Regions from separate parts of the Zea mays genome. Here region 1 is linked to region 2. Evidence: chromatin contacts called from public Hi-C data. All regions are on one chromosome and are shown on one strand. Each heading gives the region's core, a stretch centred on a gene start, on an enhancer-like site or on the middle of the called end of the contact. The rest is flanking DNA. Distances are from core to core; before and after follow the strand shown.

What was found. A called contact is a pair of places that touch in the nucleus more often than the background predicts.
Region 1: a contact with region 2 is called in a Hi-C map of leaf, with 4 times the contacts expected there. The contact joins the promoter of LOC100272734 here to the promoter of LOC100383415 in region 2. A contact is called at or near these places in 4 of 25 Hi-C or Micro-C datasets (ear, endosperm, leaf and 1 more).

The regions. Positions count from the first base shown.
Region 1 is chr1:37,422,125-37,428,448 of Zm-B73-REFERENCE-NAM-5.0, forward strand. It overlaps LOC100272734, which reads right to left and starts at 1,425. Exons shown (of 9, transcript NM_001147187.1): 1 at 303-1,425. The coding sequence starts at 1,330.
Region 2 is chr1:37,252,625-37,258,804 of Zm-B73-REFERENCE-NAM-5.0, forward strand. LOC100383415 (Phosphatidylinositol 4-phosphate 5-kinase 2) reads left to right here and starts at 2,864. Exons shown (of 8, transcript NM_001361634.1): 1 at 2,864-3,465; 2 at 3,555-3,722; 3 at 3,829-3,994; 4 at 4,323-4,433; 5 at 4,557-4,750; 6 at 4,845-4,975; 7 at 5,118-5,220; 8 at 5,889-6,180. The coding sequence starts at 3,017.

The DNA.
Region 1 (6,324 bases), core at 175-2,674, 170 kb after region 2:
GTTGAGATCTGAAAGCTTATTAGTTATTACTTAGGATCATGTTGGTTTAGCTATAGAAGGCTACATCAAATCAATTGCTACTTACTAGAAGATTGTGCTTAGTGTCTAACATTTAGAAATGGAGCCAGTAAGCTCTAATCAGCAATAGAATCAGTTTTGTGAAACCCACATTAGTTGAGGCTTCTAGCTGCACTTTACACTACGCTATGGAGTATATGGACAGTGCATAGCAGTTAGATTGATTATTCCAAGCAACTAAACAGCATGGAAGAGCAACTGAATTTCAAATTTAGAGCACTTACTCGCTGATGCCCTCGTAGACTGTCCCAAACGAGCCACTACCCAGGAGCATCCCTCGGTTCCATGACCGGATCCTCCTCCTAAACCTCCCGTTCGGTGAGATATAGAACATGGATTCAGTGGTGGTGCTTGAGGTCTCGTCATCGTTGGTTGTTGATAGTGAAGAAGTGCCAGTAAAGCCCTCGGACGACTCCTCCAGCCTGAGATCGTCCAACATTAACAATACCGCCCCATCCTCGTCGTCATCCTTCTCCTCTGCAGCCCGGTGTCCAAAACGACGGACAGTTCTGCTCGCGGGAGCGTCCTCTTTCTCATCCGGCGCGAAGGACCGCAAGATATCCCACGTGGATCCCACGCCGCAGACAGCTGGTAGCGCCATCGAAGGCGGCGGCTTGAGCACCGGCGGCGGGCGCACCCCCTTGATTCCTCCCTCCCCAACTGCCCTCCTCACATCGGGAAAGGTGGACTCGGGCGGCGGATCCAGGCGTGCCGGCCGCTCCGGAGCTTCGATTGGGCCGTCCCTTCCCGTTCCGGCCAGTAGCTCCGGGTCGGCGTCCGCAGCCTGGGCGGGCTCCTCGGCACCCACCTGACAGAAAGGCGAGTCCCGCTGAGGGGAGTCGTGGTTGGTGCGTGCGGAGTTGGGGGAGCCCGAAGCGGAGGTGGAGGATCGAACGGCCTTGTGCGCCTCCCAGTCGGCCAGCGGGATGGCGAAGTCGTCGGGTCCGGAGAGGCCGAGACTTTCGCACAGGAAGCGAAGGTCCCTGCCCCCGTCGCCGTTGCCGCCGATGCGAAAGCTGTTGACGACGTCGATGGAGCAGGCAAGGGAGCCGGCGAGCGAGGCCCGCCCGGACCCCGGCGCGGAGGCGACCTGCGGGGACGGCGGGTACTGGCAGTAGTTGGTGGCGTTGTAGCTGATGTTCTTGGACGCGTTGCGGCGGTCGAGCCGGCGGAGGCGGCGCCTGGATGATCCGGAGCCGGAGCCGCCCGACGGCGACGGCGCGGGGTCCTGCGCTGAGAAGGGCGGGCCCATCGGTGGCGGCCTCAGCTCATGGGCGCCCTGGAGAACGCAGGGGCGAGGATCGAGGGGAGAACACCGAAAGCGAGAGGCCGAGAGCTCGGCTTGGGGACGCGGGGAGACGGCAAGCGGCAAGCGGGGGGAAGTTTTTTTTTTTGTAAGTGGCCGCGGCTGAGGCTTTTGGGTTTTTCGGTGGGTGAGGTGGTGGAGGTGGCCGAGCGTATGGGAGATATTTAACTTTCTGCCATTTGATCCTAATAAAACCACTATTAGGATGGCACCTACAATTTTATCATCGGGAAAAATCTTTATTTTTTTACCAATTTAATGATATGGTTTCACGTGCCAGACTTGTCGCAACGAAGAGACCACATAAGGGCTTGTTCGGTTATTCCTGTCCCATGTGGATTAAATGATATTAAAAAAATTATGAAGATTTTGATTTGTTTGAGATTGAAACTCATCCAATCTCATTCAATCCACATGAATTGAGTGCAAAACGAACAGACCCTAAAAAGTTTAAAAATACCCTTATCACTTTCTTGCTTAAAGAGATCCTCGCAAAACTGATTGTTGCCATACTTCAAGCCATTATTGAAGCCTTGGCTGGACCAAATGCAGATATGTCCATCCTCAAAACCACAACGAGACCTTCTATAGTGTTTGCTTGATGTATGATGGATCTAGAGTTTTGGACCACTATCATGAACAGGGGAGAATTTAGAGAAATTTATCGGGGTTAGCAGATCCTGATAAATTTTATAAATCCTTTAGCAAAACATTGTTAAAGTTCATAAAAGTTTATATAATATAGCAAAGTTGTTCTTGATGATCTCGACAATATTTTTGGCTGGATTTGCCGCTGTCATGAACTAGAAGATGCCTCTATCCTCGTTGCCAGCGACAACAACTGAGAAATGCGTCACTCACTCAACGTGCAGTCTATGACAACGCATCTATCGGAGATGAAATCTCCGGCCGGGTGGCGGAGTGCACCCGCCCTAAATCCTAAGATGAGGAGGGGCCTAAGTGTTTTGCTCGTTAGTTGAAAAATGGGAAGAATACAAGAACACACAAGGATTTAGAGTGGTTCGGGCCGCCGGAGCGTAATACCCTACTCCACTGTGTGATGTATTGCATGAGAGATTGAGTTGTCTAGAATCACTTGGGCTAAGTGAGCCTGTCTTGTAACGTTGCATGCCTCCCCTTTTATAGCTAAAGGGGGCATGTACCAGAGTGCTGAGCCCCGACATGTGAGCCCAGGAACATAGCGGATGTAGCCACTGATATCTCCTGCTGGAGCAATCTTCTTGCGCCCTGACACCCGAGATCTTGTACAGTCTCGGCGTGCAGGGGAAGCTTCTCGCACAAGGGATGGTAAGCACAGTGCGCTGCATGGCACGGACGCACTCTTTGACAACAGACTGGACAGGTGCGTCGTCTGCAGGATGACCCTGACGCCGTCTGCCAGCAGAGAGGACTGGACGCATTCAGGGCCGGTCCTGACATTTCGGGGGCCCTAAGCAAAAATTTATATAGAGGCCCCATATAACTAAATATATGTATATATCATCTACACATCTACTAAATACATATCAGTAAAGAAACTGTATATAAGTTACTGTAATATAGAATATTACACATTATTGTTTATAAAATAACATTGGCTGAAATAATAAAAATTTACTTGTCACTTCTCATCTTATAAAATTTCTTCTAACATTTTTTGATACAAAATCATCGCTTATACTATTGATATCGATATCATTCAATAGCTTCTTCTCGATCATAAAGGCGTCAAACCATTCAACCTTTCTTGACTCATTGCTGATCTTAAATAATTATTCAGTAACTTCAATTTTGAGAAGCTTCTTTCACCAGATGCAACAGTAACAAACACAGTAAATAATATTCTATAAGCAATAGAGGCATTAGGATAACAATCCACAACTCTAATATGCTCAAAAATCTCCACAGCAGATAATGTGTCGTTAGGCAAAGTAAACTTTAGAATATTCAATTTAGAAATCAAATCATTTAACTCAACATCACATGAACCATCATGAGAGAGAGTGTTTGCAAATTTAGTGCAAAACTCTTCAAGTTCTCTATCATTTAGTGAGCTTAGTGTGCTTGAGCTCAATAAAAATCCAAATATACCTAAACATGGAGAGTTCTTCAAATCTGGTCCTCAAAGAAGTGCTCGCCATGTCAACTAATACCAAAAAATAGTTGACTTGAAAAGCTCTCTCATTTTCTAGAATTTCTTCGTGGCACCTACTTTCATCAAATTGTTTCTTTCTCACCGCTTTACGCTTTATTGGAAATGATGTATTTACACCAAAATCATTTGCAATATCTTTAACAATGGTTACCAGCGAGCAGCGGCTAGAAATTTTGGGAATAGAATAAATATATACCATACATATATATAAGAGTATATATCTATTTAGGTCGGACTGGGGGCCCTACTAACTTTGGGGGCCCTGAGCGGCGGCATACCCTGCCTACCCTCAGGGCCGGGCCTAGACGCATTAAATGTCGAGAGGGCACATCTTCTGTCAGCATGGTGGCAGGCGGCGCGTCCTCTCCTCAATAAATGCAGAGACCTCTTAGCTTTAGAGGCCTTACGTCAGGCTCCGCCCGTTAGCTTATGTCATGGGTCACAAGCCACGCGGCAGCAGCGGGCCTCCACCCTCGTGGGTAGCGCGAGCACGCAGGGTAAGGCCTGGACACGTGCCAGCACCGGACTCTTACTTATTCCAGGGTTCCCCCTGCCCCGGGTCCTTGCTGTGGTCCAGACTTCACTCGGAGGGACCTAGGGCCCATACGAGGGACCCGACATGTCTTCTTGGGAGTCCCGGATCGTAATAGTGGATCCGAGTTGTGCGTACAGGGGTCCGGTATTCATCCGTGGAGGTCCGGACCCAATGATGCATCCTAGGGTGCATCATCTTACTTTGCCGCGCGGTGCCCCTAGACCTGCCCATGTGGTGGGGTCGGGTGCCGTTCTTCGTGCGGCCAAGAGACGTCGTACGTGTACAGCGTCTTTATACTGTAGTATAGGGTACCCCTGATCCAGGTTACCGACAATATTTTTGGCTGGATTTGCCGCTGTCATGAACTAGAAGATGCCTCTATCCTCGTTTCCAGCGACAACAACTGAGAAATGTGTCACTCACTCAACGTGGAGTCTGTGACAATGCGTCCATTCATATTGTCACCATCCATGCCTCCATTCTCGTTCTAGGTGCCATTGGTACCATCGGTCATCCCGTATTTCTATCCCTCGAGCTCGTCGACATGCATGAGGACTATGGTCATGGCGTTGTCGCTCATCCGCATGGTGGCCTTGATTGTGAGGCGCAACGATGTGAGTGGGCATGTTGGTGCATGTCGGCAACTAAGGAAACCGCAGTAGCAAGGCGAACATGAGGCGCATGGACGATGGCATCATTGAAAGCTCTCTATATGGTTTGGTAATTGAAATTACTAATGGACTAAACTCTACTCTAAAGTTTTGTGAATAATATAAATTTAAATCCACAACTAGAGGTTGAGGAAGATAGACAACTATGAGAAGGATAGTGATGACCATATAGGACGAACAAGTGCTCAAAATAAAAAAGAGTAAGGAGATAAGCAAAATGCAATGGCTCAAAGCAAAGATATAAGCTAAGGCATTTTTATTTTTACAGTCAAGATGTAATAGAGTATGTGATTGAATTTATGGTAGATGGCTGTGTTGAGCACCAAAAGTGGCGGACGGTCCGGACCTTGGGCCCGGACAGTCCGCATGTCCCGCGATTAGATTAACTCGGTGATTATCTTTATCTTGTGTGTGGTTATCCATCTAATCACGTGGGAGTTGTTGTGTATCTCCTAGAACAGGTCCATACCTCATCCCCTATGAAAGTCGCCTAGAGGGGGGTGGATAGGCGAAATCTGAAATTTATAACTTATTCCACAAACTACAAGCAGGGTTACCGTTAGAGCGAATATCAAGTCCGGGAGAAAGGGGAAAACAAATCAATCAAGAAAATAAAGCGGATGACACGGTGATTTGTTTTACTGAGATTCGGTTCCAAAGAACCTAGTCCCCGTTGAGGTGGTCACAAAGACCAGGTCTCTTTCAACCCTTTCCCTCTCTCAAACGGTCACTTAGACCGAGTGAGCTTTTTTCCTTGATTTCCCGGGTCACTTAGACCCTGCAAGGACCACCACACAATTGGTGTCTCTTGCTTCGCTTACAAGGCTTTGAGAGTAAGAATGAGAGAAAGAAGAAAGCCAACCAAGCGACAAGAGCAACAAAGAACACAAGATGATCTTCTCACAAGTCCTAAAATACTAGAATTGAATTGTGGACTTTGATTGGATCGAAGGCTTTGATTTGTGTCTTGGAGTGTTGTATTTTGCTCTTGTATTGAATGAGTAGTAGTGAATGCTTGGATGGTTGGAGTGGAGGTGATTGTGGGGTATTTATAGCCCCCAACCACCAATTCAATCGTTGGTGAGGGTTGCTGTCGATAGGCAGACCGGACAGTCCGGTGCGCCACTGGACAGTGTCCGGTGTCCCAGCCACGTCACCCAACCGTTAGGGTTCTGACGGTTTCGACCGTTGGAGCTTTGTCTTCATGTGGCACCGAACAGTCCTGTGCCGCACCGGACAGGTACTGTTCACTGTCCGGTGCGCTTTCTGGCAGCTGCTCTGACTCTGTGCGAACTGTCCGCGCACTGTAGCACTTTTGCAGGTGTCCGTTGCAGTCGACCGTTGCGCTAGAGTCGTTGCTCCGTTGGTGCACCGGACAATCCGGTGGCACACCGGACAGTCCGGTGAATTATAGTGAAGTGGCTCTTCTCCGAAGGTGGCAAGTTTGAAGTCGTACGGCCCTAGGCACCAGACACTGTCCGGTGCGCCAGACCAGAGTTCTCTTTGGTTTGTTTTGCTCCTTTCTTTTGAACCCTAACTTGATCTTTTTATTGGTTTGTGTTGAACCTTTGGCATCTGT
Region 2 (6,180 bases), core at 1,614-4,113:
GCTGCCAAGGTCTTCTAGTATAGTGTAGTTGGTAGCTGTTGAAGGCGTATGTGGTGCATAGTCCTTGCAATTACACCTGCAGCTATATGTATGCTTATAGTGATACCTTTTGATCGGTATAATGTCTCTTATGACAAATTCATGGACCATAGTATTATCTTAACTGCTTGACCCTATTTGTTGTCCACCTGACTATGGATGCACATTGCGCTTGGACCATACCGTCCAAACTCGTGCTGCGCCATGGACGTCTTGGAGAGTGTCATGACTTATGTGTAAGCTCATTGTCTCATGGTCATAGGGACCTATTTGCCATGAGGCTTGGCCTCTAGTGTCTAGGACACAATAATACCAGGATGGCATTGTGTTGGACCCTCTGCGTGTCTGCCTTCTGCTATTAAGGTCGTGGAGGGTGTTTTCTGGCACCCAAGGTTATGCCTTTTTCTCATACGCCAAAAAGAGATCCACCTCCTTTTTTGACACATTTCAAATAAGCAACCCCATGTCGTCTTTCATGCATTTCATTACAAATTGTTAGTGTTGGTCACTTGATTTCAATCACCTAAAGGTATTAAAAATCAAGACAACACAAAAAAGTCAAGCTTCATAGTCATCCTTCCCTTTTATCATTCTTGGAGAGAAGATAAAATGAAAAGACAAAGGTAAAAATTTGCTCGTGTAAGTGGGTCATTCAAACATAAACAAAGACAAAATACAATTATTGCAATAAATTGAATAATGAAACAGGTAATTCACACGAAAGGTAGAATGTGTTGAAATCCTTCTTTATTATTATATGAATTAGACGATTGAACAGATACCTTCAGCTTCGTAAAAAATACAACGAGGAAGTATAGAAGTTACAACTTCGTATAGAAAGAAAAAATGAGTTTCACTCGTTCAAAAAGTGTCCAAAGTGTATGACACTGTTTTTCTATTTATATGCTCGTGATATGTCGTCAGACGAATTTACATGTATCCTCAATTTCTATACATTTAAACTATTATACATGCCATGGGTAAAGTTGACATTCTCCTTCTCTCGGCTTAGCTCCTTGGACCTCGAAGACTGTTTATATTATGCTTCGTCCAAAGCATGCACACAATGGTAAGCTTGCTTCTTCGAACAAGCGCATGTTCTGTTTGAAATCTACCATCGTCATTAACCCTGCAACACACACAATAAAACAAATGTAATAATTACTGGGTGAGTGTTTTTGAGGATCTTCGGAAGAAGAAGATCCCTCAACAATTAGGTGTATATACACAGTTCTAATACTTTGTCATCCAAATAATTCATAACATAAATCATTATACTTACATTCTTAGTTCACTTTAAAAAGCTCTAATATCCACTTATGTTGTTTTTTCCCTACACGTTGGACAACACTGTAGACATGTAGTAAAGTTCTTCGTAACAATGTTTTTTGTGACTTTCTATTAGGGCGCTGCATGGTTTTCTCCGATAGAACTTCACTGTTGCCTTGTTGGCAACATTTTTCAAAAGATAGGATGTAAAGTTAGCGTGATTAGCGTCCCTCATCTGCCTCTTCTCTACCAGTATATGTTCGCGTGATTGTTTCCACCCCAATTCGTGCGCGCATCAGATCAGCAGGCTCCCACGTTGTTTTTTCCTCCTGCATGCGACATCAACCTAGCGACGTGCGGTACCAACAAATTTTCCTGTTGCTTCCCGTGTCCGCATGCCCAACAGATTACAATGGGCCATTTCCCAGGGCCCATATACAGGTGCAAACGAGGGCAAGATATATTTTTTTTTATTTGAGCCAAGTTTTCCGTTTTTCAATTTTTTTGTTAAGGAGACTGTTGGAGCATACACAATAATTTACCACAAAAACTTTTAGCCTACCTCAAATAATCATTTTTGGTGAAAACTTTTTAGCGTTCTTTTGGAGCTGCTCTTACGAGTTAAAAAAGGAATGCATGAACCATCGAGACCCAATCTTGGGACGCACCTTGCATTATAGTGGCCCCTCTAGTGTTGGCAGATCTTTCTATGTAACCTGCAAGGCAGTTGAATCTGCAAATTGTACCGCTCTTTCCTTTATGAATGAATGGTCATATATATAGATCGTCGGTACAAATTCTAGTGACAATGAGCTCATCCTCGTCTCAACCTGTTAACTACCATTCGGTGCGCCTGCCAGCTTCCAGTATTGAATTCCAAGCTTTATTGAATTCCAAACTTTCTCACCGCGTGGGCAGTCCTCGGTACGGGCTTTAGCCCTATGGGTTTGTCCACCATTGCTGTTGTGCTGCTGCTGTCTCACCAGTCACCACAGTACGATGGAGGCCGCGGTGGGCCGTAGTAGAGGATCACCGTTTAGCCCAGCCTACGATACGTTCCGTGTCCTTCTCATTCGGAGTTCGAAATTAGGAGGAAAACCCGCGACGAGTGCCGGCGGGGATATCCGCGAATCGGCCGCCTACGAACCCGTTCGGCCATTCCAGCCGTAAGCAAAACTCTCGTGAAAACCGGGAAAAGCCGGCCTGCTCGTGCTCGGGCGCGTCGGCCATCCGCCCTGGCGAGACGACGCCCCAGCCGCGTGCGCCGCTGCACGACCGGCCGGACCCGCCGAGCGGGAGACCCTTTTAAGTTCCAGGCTTCCAGCGCCGCAACCGCTAGAAGTCTAGTAGTACTAGCAGTAGATTACCACCGCTCGCCTCGTCGACTCCTCGTCCCCGCACCGCCGGCCTGACATCGCGTCGCGTGCCAAAGCCGACGCGCACAAAAGCAACGAAAGCGAAAGCAAAGCGGCCACCACCGGCCTCCCCGGCAGCCCGGCTCCCCCTCGCTGTCCTCCCTCCACCCATCACAATTCACACCGAAGCCCGAGCGGGAGCGGCCATTTTCTCTCGTCTCGTCTTCTCGTCCCCTAAAATGAGAAACCTAGTACTGCTGCTATAGAAGTCAAGTCACTCGACTCGCCCGCGTGCCCAACCAATCACACGGCCGCGCTCGAGACGAGAGGCGCCCACGGAAACGGAGCCTCCTATGCCACCGGGCGCCGCGGCTGTCGCCGCCACCTCGCAACAGGCCGACTGCTGCGGACACGGGCCCGGGCCCGGGCCCAGCTGGCGCGGTGGCGGCGGCTGCGATGTCCCCGGCGGCGCGTCCTGCAGCTACCTGCCGCTGCGCAAGCGGCTGTCCGTTGACGGCAAGTTCCCGGCGCCGCGGATATGCATCTGGGAGTGCGACGGCGAGGCCGGGGACATCACCTGCGATATCGTCGCCGCTCCGATCCGCCGCAGCTGCAGCGCGAGGGCAATGCCGCCGCCGCCGGCGGCCTCGCTCTTCCGCCGGATGATGACCCCGCCGCCCTCGCGGCCCAGGCCGCCGCAGAGGGAGGTGGAGGATGCTGTGGCGGCTAGGAGGCCCGGGGAGACCATCTCCAAGGGCCACCGGAGCTACGGTCTCATGCTTAACCTGCAGCTTGGCGTAAGGTACCAATGCTCGCTCCGCTGCAACGTTTCCGTTTGTCCTTCCTTGGGATACCCTGCGTCTCAGTGTTGCTCTGGTGTTGGTGCCGTAGCTATTCGGTGGGGAAGTCATCGGCGCTGCCGTTCAGGAAGCTCTCGTCATCAGACTTCGACCCGCGGGAGAAGGTGTGGACGCGGTTCCCGCCAGAGGGGTCCAAGCTCACGCCGCCGCATCACTCCGTGGATTTCCGGTGGAAGGACTACTGCCCCGCAGTATTCAGGTGCCATACTATTGCTCTGCTGATGGTTCTGGATTTTGGTCATTTGGAGAAGAACGGCAATGTTTTATGCGCATGGATACATTGCCTGACTGCTGTGTGATGCCAGGCACCTGAGGAAGCTGTTCGGGGTGGATCCTGCGGACTACATGCTCGCCATCTGCGGGAGCGACACGCTTCGCGAGCTGGCGTCACCAGGCAAGAGTGGGAGCTGCTTCTTCGTTACACAGGACGATAGATTCATGATTAAAACCGTGAAGAAGGCAGAAATGAAGGTCATTCGTAGTGACAATTTGATTTTTTCTAGACTAAATATCTTAGTTTATGAGCTAGTCACATGCATGTTTTGAGTTTTCTTCGACCACTTTGATCATCTTTAATTCTGTGCCTGAACGATTTCTGCAAAATGAAATCTGTCGATACAAAATAGCTTTTGTGATACCCATTTTTAGCCGACACCTGCTCCTTTTTTTTTTCTGTCTCTAGAAGTTAGATTCGTTGTCCATCTTTATTATCCCAAATTCAGCTTGTTTGTAGGTAACAGTATTCATTGTTATTAGTTGGCGACATAAACATTACTTTATTCGAAATCTTCCCCTGCAGGTCCTAATTAGGATGCTGAGGAGTTACTATGAACATGTTTGTCGGTACAAGTCCACTTTGTTGACAAGGTTCTATGGCACACATTGCATCAAGCAAGCTGGATGTCCCAAGGTAAGCGATATTCACATGAAGATACATACTCCTAACTCGTATAACTCTCTTATTTCATGTTGTGGACTTGTTATTTGTTTGTAAAATTTCTCCACAATGACATGATCCCAACCCGACGACCAGGTCCGGTTCATTATAATGGGCAATTTTTGCTGCTCGGAGTATAAGATCCATAGACGTTTTGATTTGAAAGGCTCATCACATGGTCGTACTATTGATAAGGCGGAAGAGAAGATCGATGAAGCAACTACTCTAAAGGACCTGGACCTTGATTATGCATTCCACCTACAGAGATTTTGGTATGACGAGCTGATGAGGTGAGTTTCGCATTAGATCGACTTACGATAATTGGCTGCAATATTGTCACAATTACACGGACCAATCCTAATTTTGGCTCATGTTATCGCACAGGCAAATTCAGATGGACTGCACATTCTTAGAGACACAAGGAATTATGGACTACAGCTTGTTGCTAGGAGTTCACTTTCGTGATGATTTCTCAATGTCTAAAATAGGTGTATCTCAGTTTATTGGTTTGCCAAGTAAGTAGCATAAAATTTGGTTAATTTCAAACATTCTGAATTGTGGCAAGCATATATTTTGGCACATTAGTTGACATTCACCTGTTTTTATTAATCAAATACTGACTAGTTTTGGTGTAACATTGACAATGTGCTTGATCAGAATCCACAGGCAAAAGAAAATCATTTGAAGGTGGAGGCGATGTTTGTGAGCTTTGCTTTACGGAATCTGGATGCAAGGACAGAGATTTCATTGTTGACTCTCGGTAACATATTGCTTTTATGTCCAATTTCAATTTATTTTATTTTTTTGCAACTTATTCTGAACTATCTGCTATAATGAAAACTTGTAGTTGTAATAAAGCACCATACCCAGTGATGGATCAATATCATCGTTATTTGTACAAAAGCTGATGGATAACCAGAATATTGGGTTATAAACTTTCTCTTTTTTGGGCGCTATTGTTGTTTGGAAATTGTGTATTGTATATGTAATATTTCACTGTTAAAAAGCTACCAATTTCTCCTGCCTACTTTTAGGTGTACCTCATCAGTTTTACTATTTTGATAATTCGAGCACTGCTGCACCACAAAGTCGAAGTTCTGTTAATTGACAAGTAGTTCAATCTCCCACTTTTAGTTTGGAGATTGCTACTCTCCACTATGTCGAATTGCTGATTTTTATGTTGTTTTTTTCAGTAATGCAATTTTATCTTCTCATCATTATCCTACTTTGTTGTTCCCTATGTAGCTAACAAACAAGGAGCATCATGGGGTCATGTGTGTTTGTTTAAGTCAAACGCTTATAAAGGAACCCTTAAGATACCTTTAACTTTTGGGGCCAATATTTCCCGAACTGTAGCTGTTGCTTACCATAATATTGTCGAATTCTTTACGCTGTGCCAGTGTAACCCCCTGTGTCTGCACTTATCAGGAAACCACTGGTCCAGTTAGGCAAGAACATGCCTGCCCAGGCAGAGCGGAGGTCGAAGAGAGTCCTGGATAAGTTTCTCCTAAACGAAAGACACTTGTTTATAACCACATCAAGTGGCGGATTCCAGGATGTCTATCTCTTCTTTGGAATAATTGACATTCTACAAGACTACGACATAACCAAGAAGCTCGAGCATGCATACAAGTCCTTTCAGGTCAACCCTGGTTGCATTTCTGCCGTAGACCCAAAGTTGTACTCGAGAAGATTCCAAGAGTTCAGTCGCAGAGTGTTC